Regions from separate parts of the Sus scrofa genome. Here regions 1 and 3 are each linked to region 2. A link is a contact called in public Hi-C and promoter capture Hi-C data. All regions are on one chromosome and are shown on one strand. The core of a region is the stretch at or near the end of the contact, and the rest is flanking DNA. Distances in the headings are between cores, read along the strand shown. Region 1 holds the start of BRK1 (protein BRICK1). Region 2 holds the start of THUMPD3 (THUMP domain-containing protein 3). Region 3 holds the start of TATDN2 (putative deoxyribonuclease TATDN2).

The links. Promoter capture Hi-C pulls out the DNA fragments that hold promoters and counts their contacts. A called contact is a pair of places that touch in the nucleus more often than the background predicts.
Region 1: a contact with region 2 is called in a Hi-C map of alveolar macrophages, with 3 times the contacts expected there. The contact joins the promoter of BRK1 here to the promoter of THUMPD3 in region 2. A contact is called at or near these places in 2 of 5 promoter capture datasets (fetal skeletal muscle and liver) and 7 of 47 Hi-C or Micro-C datasets (alveolar macrophages, fetal skeletal muscle, heart right ventricle and 3 more).
Region 3: a contact with region 2 is called in a promoter capture Hi-C map of fetal liver, with 4 times the contacts expected there. The contact joins the promoter of TATDN2 here to the promoter of THUMPD3 in region 2. A contact is called at or near these places in 1 of 5 promoter capture datasets (fetal liver) and 1 of 47 Hi-C or Micro-C datasets (retroperitoneal adipose tissue).

What each region holds. Positions count from the first base shown.
Region 1 is chr13:66,313,837-66,316,829 of Sscrofa11.1, reverse strand. It overlaps BRK1 (protein BRICK1), which reads right to left and starts at 1,392. Exons shown (of 3, transcript XM_003132361.5): 1 at 1,115-1,392. The coding sequence starts at 1,316.
Region 2 is chr13:65,719,071-65,721,895 of Sscrofa11.1, reverse strand. It overlaps THUMPD3 (THUMP domain-containing protein 3), which reads right to left and starts at 1,340. Exons shown (of 11, transcript XR_002338099.1): 1 at 349-1,340. The region is part of intron 1 of SRGAP3 (SLIT-ROBO Rho GTPase-activating protein 3); the gene reads left to right.
Region 3 is chr13:66,419,935-66,422,760 of Sscrofa11.1, reverse strand. TATDN2 (putative deoxyribonuclease TATDN2) reads right to left here and starts at 1,289. Exons shown (of 9, transcript XM_003132363.6): 1 at 554-1,289; 2 at 182-422; 3 at 16-179. The coding sequence starts at 416.

The DNA of each region.
Region 1 (2,993 bases), core at 143-2,642, 590 kb before region 2:
AGAATCAAACACAGGTCCTCATGGATACTAGTCAGGTTTGTTACTGCCGAGCAACAAGGGGAATTCCTATATGTAAATATATTAAATCAGAAACAATGTTCTGCTTTGCTCTGATGTCATTATTTCATCTTCAAAATAGAAATCACTTAATTGTAGGAAATGGTTCTTATTCTGTCTTCCCCACAGAGACTGAGAAAGAGCCTTGTACTCAGATCTAGTTTGTCTTGCTGATGCTTTTGGACAAATCTCTTGCTGTCACCTTTATACACTCCTTTGGACTTCTCTTAGCAAGAAAATAATTCCTTTTTAAGTCTTTTTAAATTTATCAGTTTCCCCTACTTAATCGCTTAATGTTGCTGAATTAGTGGGCCAGAAGCACAACTGGAAAAAGATCACTAGATGTCATCCCCACACCTTGTGATGACATAAAAAGTTTACCCAGTGCCCGGTTCTTTCAAAGTAACACTCGGAGAACAAGAGTCAGGAGTCTCTGCTGCAGGGTGTAGCACAAGGATAGGAAACAACGCGGAAGGAACTTTAAGACTGTCACGGACAGGTCATGCCAAGGAAAGATTTTGCTAGAAGCAGACAACACCCACTGTGGTCTAGATACTAGCGATGCAGAGATGTCCCTGGCCGGACGCGATGTGGGCCCTCCTCCGCTCTCATCTACCACTCTGCACAGCACACGCCGAGACAGGAAAGGACCGACAGGAGGGGCGACTAACAGGCTCGACGCTAAAGGGCTTCTGGACAGCGCTCTCTGAGCACCAAGTGACGACTGAAACGAAGCACAAAAGAAGGGAGACGCCTGAAGAGAAGGAAAGATTCAGGCGATGGATGGGGCTGTCTGACACGTCCGGGAAAGGAACGGACTTGTTACTGGATGCGGGGGGAAGGCAATGAAGCCGATGAGCTCAGCGTGGGGCAGGATAACCCCACAGGGAATGATCAGTGGAGGCCGGGGGTCAGAGCGAGAGGGGAAAAGTGCGGCCTGAAGGCGGAAGCAAACACCAGCAGGAGCCCACGGCTCCCAGAACCCGCGTCAAAGCTTCTCAGCGCCCTCCCTAGGCGGGCCCCCCTCCTCCCTGCCTCCCCCTGCTCGCCCGCTGACCAAACGAGTTGAGAAAGTCTGCGATTTTCTTGATGCTGCTGGTGATGACTTCAATGTACTCCCGGTTCGCCCAATCCTGGTGAATCTCCCGCTGCACGGGATCCTCTTGGCCTGCCATGGCTGCAGCTGAAGGAAGCGCGACTGCGCACGCGCCTCGACCCTCCAGGCCTCCAGTGCGCCGACGCAGCCAGCCCACGCCCATGCTCGGTTGGCCACAAATCCACAGGCTTCGTGATGCGCCTGCGCATTGTCAAGTCCCCGCCAGCGTCTTCGCTCTTCTCCCACACCCCGGAAAACGGTGGCCGCAAAACCGGCTTGGAGAATGGAGTGCGCACGCACTCAGAGCCCCCCCCGTCCCCCCTCAGTCACTGGCAGTTTTGGTCGTTAGGGGGCGCGTGAGCCCGCATCAACCCTAACTTCAGGCGCTCCAAACTGAGATCTCTGACCACAATAAGCTGGGCAATGCCAATTAAACCACAGAAAACACAAGTCATTTCAAAAATGCCTTTTAACAACACATGATGCCCACCTTGCATTTATCAAATGAACAAAAGGTTATTTTTTTAAACTATAATACTTAGAGATGAAGAGGCTGGCTGAAGGGAAATGGGAAAATTAGTAAATAGCTGGTCATACTGTAAGCTGGCAAGATCTATTCAGAAGGAAATTTAATAAAGTCATTGGTGGAGTTCCCGTTGTGGCTCAGCCGTAAGGAACATGACTAGTATCCATGACGTGGATTCCATCCCTGGCACTAGCTCAGTGGGTTAGATAGAGCTGCAGAGTCTTTGATCTGATGGCTGTGGTCCAGGCTGGCAGCTTACAGCTTTGATTCGACCCCTAGCCTGGGAAGTCCACATGCCTTGGGATGCGGCCCAAAAAAGACAAAAAAGAAGAGCTCATTGGAAAAGAGAAAACACTTTGAGCACAATGTTCTTAAAGGCATCATTCATTTAAAAAAACAAATCTCAACTGTTGGGGAATGGCTAAATATCAGTATAGTCACTTAGAGCAATATTATGAGGTCATTTAAATGTCAATTATGGCAACAGAACACACATGCTAAAGTGAAGAAGAAAACAAAATACAAAATTTTTTCTTTTCTTTTTTTTTGGTGGGGGAGCCCGCACCCCTGGCATATGGAGGTTTCCAGACTAGGGGGTCTAATCAGAGCTGTAGCTGCCAGCCTATGCCACAGCAATGCCAGATCAAAGCAGCGTCTGCAAACCTACACCACAGCTCACGGCAACAATGGATCCTTGACCCGGTGAGCAAGGCCAGGGATCTAACCCGAAACTTCATGGTTCCTAGTCGGATTCGTTTCTAATGTGCCACGATGGGAATTCCTTTTTCTTTTTCTTTTTTAACAATTTTAAAAAATATTTTGTCTTTATTTATTTAGTCTTTCTGCCATTTCTTGGGTCGCTCCCACGGCATATGGAGGTTCACGAGGCTAGCGGTCGAATCCGAGCTGTAGCTGCCAGCCTACGCCAGTGCCACAGCAACATGGGATCCGAGCGGCGTCTGCAACCTACACCACAGCTCACAGCAACACCGGATTGTTAACCCACTGAGCGAGGCCAAGAACCGAAGCCGCAACCTCATGGTTCCTAGTCGGATTCGTTAACCACTGCGCCACGATGGGAACTGTCTTTATTTTATATAATGATATTTTTTCCATTATAGCTGGTTTACAGAGTTCTGTCATTTTTTCTACTGTACAGCATGATGAACCATTGTCTAACAATTTTTAATCATATAATTTTGCTTTGCAGACTTTCATTAAAAAAAACTCAACTGCACAATAAAAACTTTTGTCTCTGATTCAAGAGAAAATAAAGGAGTTCCCATTGTGGCTCAGCAGTAACAAACCCGACTA
Region 2 (2,825 bases), core at 91-2,590:
CACAAATAACATTCAGTCCCCGCCATTAAGGAGCGCACAATCAGTGATACGACTTCTATCTTCCAAATAAGGCAGATGAAGCTCACGGAAAGACCTACCAAGATCAGAGAGCTAACCAGTAGCGCCGGCTGGAATGAAACCCACGTTTCCCGACACCCACCCCCAGGGCCCAAATCACAGGAAACCCGGGGAGCTGATGAAACCCAGTAAAAGGGAGTGAGAAGGGCTCCGCCGTGGATCGGGCTGAAGTGCACCCGTCGACAGCCAGGGTCTCAAGAGGACGGTTGACTCTCCCTCCCAAGGGTCATTGGTACCCTACCCGGCCACTCCCACCCACCGCCCGTTTACCAGCCGCCTGCGCTGACCCTTCCGGCTCCGGGACCACGCTGCCCGACGCGCTCAGGTCACGCCGCCGGAAACTGCCTCGGCGCCCCGGAAACGGAAGTCGAGTGGCACGGCCATAGCGGCACCAACCTGGGGGCGGGCTCTGGTGCACGTCGGGAGGAAGAGCGTTTGTTTGCAGGGTGGACTTCGGTAGGTGGTGGTCCGCTCCTGCAGTTGCGGGCAGGACTCCCTGCAGGCAGAATCTGGAACGCCGTTGGCCTCGTCGTCAGTTGTGGTAGTGGTCGATGTTAGTGTTTATCCCGCTGGTTCCGAGTAAGCGCTTCACACACGTAAATTCATTTGTTCCAGCAACTTTCAAGCAGGGGCCACTCTGTTTTAAAGCCGGCGAACCTGAGTCTCACAGAGGCTAAATGTTTTGCCCCCAAAGTAACATGTTACCTAACGTATGTTACTATTGTTTACTTAGTATTTTTCTTTAAATACTTGAGGAAGGTTAACTGCCAAGAATTTTAAAAGAGAATTTTATTTAAGCCAAACTGAGGATTATAACCCTGGAAGGAGATTTCTCTGAAAACCCTGAGAATCGTTTTGCCTCGGAAGGCATAGCCATATACGTTTTTTGTCTTGTTTTTGTTTGTCTTTTTTGGGGCCGTACCCACCGGCATATGGAAGTTCCCAGGCTGGGGATGGAATTGGAGCTACAGCTGCCGGCCTACACCACAGCCACAGCAACGCCAGATGCAAGTTGAGTCCTCAACCTGCACCACAGTTTATGGCAGCATCGGATCCTTAACCCACAGAGCGAGGCCGGAAATTGAACCTGAGTCTTCGTGGATACTAGTCGGGATCTTTAACCACTCAGTCACGATGGGGTGGGGGGAGTCTTGTCATATATATTTTTTAGACAAGGAATCATACATCAAAATGACATACTGATATTTTTTATAAAGTTCACCAAGGATACATAGTCCAGGTAAGCAACAAGTCACCATAACCTCTTTCAGAGATGAGAAAGTACACTATTCTTTTAAGAAGTTACATTGCTGGGGTTAGAAGAAAAAAAAAATTGATCTTTGCTGTAAGCAGGCACTTCCATCTTTGAGTAGCTCTGGTTAATGTGTAAAGCACATGAGCGAGGGAGGAGGCCAAACAGAATTTTGCCTTTAATTTTTTCCTTGTCCTGCCTTAAAATATAAATTTTATTTCGTCATACATATCTTCAACTTAAATGATTTTAGAAGGGCATTTTTACAGTTCAACAATGTAAAGATAACCCAGTTTAAAAATGGGCAGAGGCTTGAATATTTCTCTAAAGATGATACACATATGGTAAATAATCACGTGGAACGATGATCAATATCACTAGTAATTAGGAAAATGCAAAGTAAAGCTACGGTAAAATACCTATTTGGTTAAAAGTTTTTTTCTTTTCTTTCTTTTTTTTGTGGTCTTTTTAGGGCCATACCTGTGGTGCATGGAGGTTCCCAGGCTAGGGTTCAAATCAGAGCTGTAGTCCCTGGTCTACACCACAGTCACAGCAATGCCAGATCTGAGCCTCACCTGCCACCTACACCACAATTCATGGCAATGCTGGGTCCTTAACCCACTGAGTGAGGCCAGGGATTGAACCCATCTCCTCATGGATACTAGTCAGATTTGTTTCTGCTAAGCCACAACAGGAACTCCTAAAAGTTTTTTTCAAAATAGGCAGTTCCAAGTTTCAGTAAGAATGTGGTGGATTGGAGCACTTAGGCATTGCCGGTGGGAATGAAAAATGGTACAGCCACTTTGGAGAACAGTTTGTACTTCCCTCAAAAAAGTTAAAGAGTATTGTCGAGAAAAAAAAAAAAAAAAAAAAAAAAGGAGTTCCCGTCGTGGCGCAGTGGTTAACGAATCCGACTAGGAACCATGAGGTTTCGGGTTTGGTCCCTGCCCTTGCTCAGTGGGTTAACGATCCGGCGTTGCCCTGAGCTGTGGTGTAGGTTGCAGACGCGGCTTGGATCCTGTGTTGCTGTGGCTCTGGCATAGGCTGGGGGCTACAGCTCCGATTCGACCCCTAGCCTGGGAAGCTCCATATGCCGCGGGAGTGGCCCAAAGAAATAGCAAAAAGACAAAAAAAAAAAAAAAAAAAATAGTATTGTCATATGACTCAGCATTTCTCCTGGTAGGTATACCCAAGAGAACTGAAAGCAGATGTTCAAACAAAAACTTAGACATGAATGTGCCCAGCAGCATTGAGCATTGGAAATAATCCTAATGTCCTTAGCTGATGAATAGATAAACAAAAGTGGTATATCCACCACACAATCATACAATACAGTATTATTTGGTCATTAAAAAAGTGAAGTACTGAAGCATGCTACAACATGGACGAGTCTTGAAAACTTGCAAAGTGAAAAAAAGTCCATAAAGACCACATATGTGATTCCTTTTGTATGAAATGTCTATAATGGGCAAATTATATAGAGACAGATTTGTGG
Region 3 (2,826 bases), core at 40-2,539, 700 kb before region 2:
GTTGAGGCCACTTACCTTAAGGCTGCAGGTTTCCTCCTCTAGAGAAGCCATTTCTTCTAGAGAGGGTTTGCCAGGGGAGTCCCCTGACGAAAGGAACCCCTGTGAGCTCCGAATCAGGCCTCCCTTGGAGGCGGCCCCACCCACACCTGGGCCAGAGGAATGGGAGGAGGAAGAAGAGAGGAACTTCTGCGGCGGGATGAGCCCCAGGACAACCTCGGCGAGCAGGCCACATCTTCCTCCTTCTGGGCTTTCAGGCGCTTGGGGCTGCTGGCCCCTCCAGAACGCGCTGCAGAGCTGTGAGTTGGCCGGCTGGAGGGGGCCACATCACTGGGCTCCCGGAGGCAGCTGCGCTTGCGGGAACTCCGCTCCGAAGTGCTGCTCCAGTGGTACTTGACCTTGCGCCGCTCCGACGCCATGGGCACCTGCAAGGTAAAGAGGGGGCTGGAGTCCACCACCAGGCCTGCTGGCAGCCGCTCCTCAGACTCCCGCCATCCCAGGATCCCCTGGGGTAGGGCAAGCCAATTTGTCAGAGCCAGGGTCTGGCCTCACTGACCTTTCCCCCTTCTTTCCACTGCCCATCACAGTTCAAGGCTTCAGAGATGCCAAAGCGCTTCGAATGTGTGCGATTCCAAAGCGCTTCAGAGAATTCCAAATGATCCCAGGATTTACCAAAGGCTTCGTTCGATTCGGTTTCCAAGCCCACAACGTGCTTCCGCGATTACCAAGCGCTTCAGTTTGCACAGAGCTACTTTGCAGATGTCAAAGCGTTTCCGGGACTACGATGGAGCTGGCGATACAAAGCCTTTCAAAGGTGTCAGAGCTCTCCGAAAGGCCACAGGGAGCTGTTAGATCCACACCTGGAGGCCAGACCCGCAGTCCCTAGTCGGGCGCGCGGCCCGGAGGCCCGGAACGCCGAGCACGGGCCGCAGAGCAGGGCGGGACCCGGCGTGCAGTCCGCCCTGCCCCCGCGGCCCCGCCGACCAGCCCCGGGCCGCAAGGGGTTGAGCCGCCCTTCAGAAGCCGGCGGCGTACCAGTCCGCCTGCTTAGGGCGCCCCTGGGCCCGCCCCGCCCCGCCTTTGGTCCCTGCTGCAGCGGCCCAGACGTCGACCCCGCACCCCCCCCCCACGGCCCTGAGGTTTCGCACCGGCCGCCTGCTCGCTGACAGCCTTAGCCCCGCGGGGCTGGCCTTGCTTCTCCGGAGCTCGGACCACACTAGCCTTCGCTGCGTCCGCCTCCCGGAACGAGCCCTACGGCTCGCAGCTCCGGCGTGCGACGGGGGCGGGTCTTGCGCTGAACGAAGAACGCCCATTGCTCAAATGGAAAGAGGCGGGACTCCAAGCAAGACGGAGCTTGCCTGCTGGTCAGGAGGCTGGGAGGCGGGGCCCTACGCCTTACGAAGCTCATTCATTGGTTGGACGCTAGACCCGGCAGGGCCACTCACGTGTGCTGTAAGAGCGCGAAGCTGAGGCTGGGCCGCAGTGTCTCAGGTCTGCCAGCGATGGAGGTAGGGGGCGTTGGCGATCCCGGGTTCTCAGATTGCGGCTCTCTGCTGCTCAACGCTTTCCCTCCGCTTAGCCGGACGCATTCTGATCTGGATGCGCTCGTGAACCGACACCAACCTCATCAGCCCATTTACACAGGAGGAAACTGGCTCAGAGACCAAGTGACAAACCCGGAAAATGAAAGAATTGGAATTAGAAATTAGAAGCCGAGAGAGAGGGAGAAAGCTACCCCTCGCAAAAAAAAAAAAAAAAAAGACAAAGTTAAAAGACAACATACAAACTTGGAAAAATATTGGCAACACATGACAAAGGACTGATGTCCTAAACTACGCTAAAACTCTGGCAAGAAGATAATTTAGTGGGCGAAGGAAATGACCCGATGAACAGAAACAAATCACCAAGGCTAACATGAAAAAATGGCTCATTTAAAAAGTGCAAATAAAATTGTTTTCACTCATTAGATTAGCAATGATCAAAAAGCATGAGAATATCATTTGTAGCTAAGGATGTGGGGCAAAGTGCCCCCATATATCACCAATTGACGGTAAATTGGTGTAACATTTTGGAAGGCGGCCCTGTAGTAGCAAGAATGAAAACAGTATCCGGTGAGTGAGGCTAGTCACATAAATTACAGAATACCCATACAAAAGAATACCCGGCAAAAAGAATGAAGTAATCCAAAAGTACTGTTGAAGAAGATGTGAAAAAACACAGGATCCAGAGCATGAGTGAAAATATCTGTAGAAAAAAAGAAAAAAAATATATATATAATAAATGAGAGAGAAGCGGAGCCTTAAGATAAAAAAATTATTAAATATGTCAGAGTAACCACTGTGTATTTGTATTTCTAACAGCTTTACTGAGATGCAATTTACATAGCATGAAGTTCACTGATATATAATTCTATGGGTAATTTTATGTAATCAGAGTTGTCCAACCAGTACTGTAATCTAATTTTAGAACATTTCGTTACCCTAAAATCTTGTTTTCATTACCACTCCCCTCCAGAAAGCAACTCACACCCACCCCCAAGTACACACACACACTTGGTTTATCTCCATGGCTTTGACTGTTCTAGACATTTCATAAAAATGGAATTATATATAATTGGCTTCTTAGCATTATCTTTTCAAGATTCACCCATGTAGTATGCATCAGTCCTTTTTTTTGTCTTTTTAGGGCCACCCCCATGGCATATGGAGGTTCCCAGGCTAGGGGTCCAGTTGGAGCCGTAGCCACTGGCCTACCACAGCCACCACAGCCTCACCAGATGAGAGCCATGTCTGCAACCTACACCACAATTAACAGCAATGCCAGATCCTT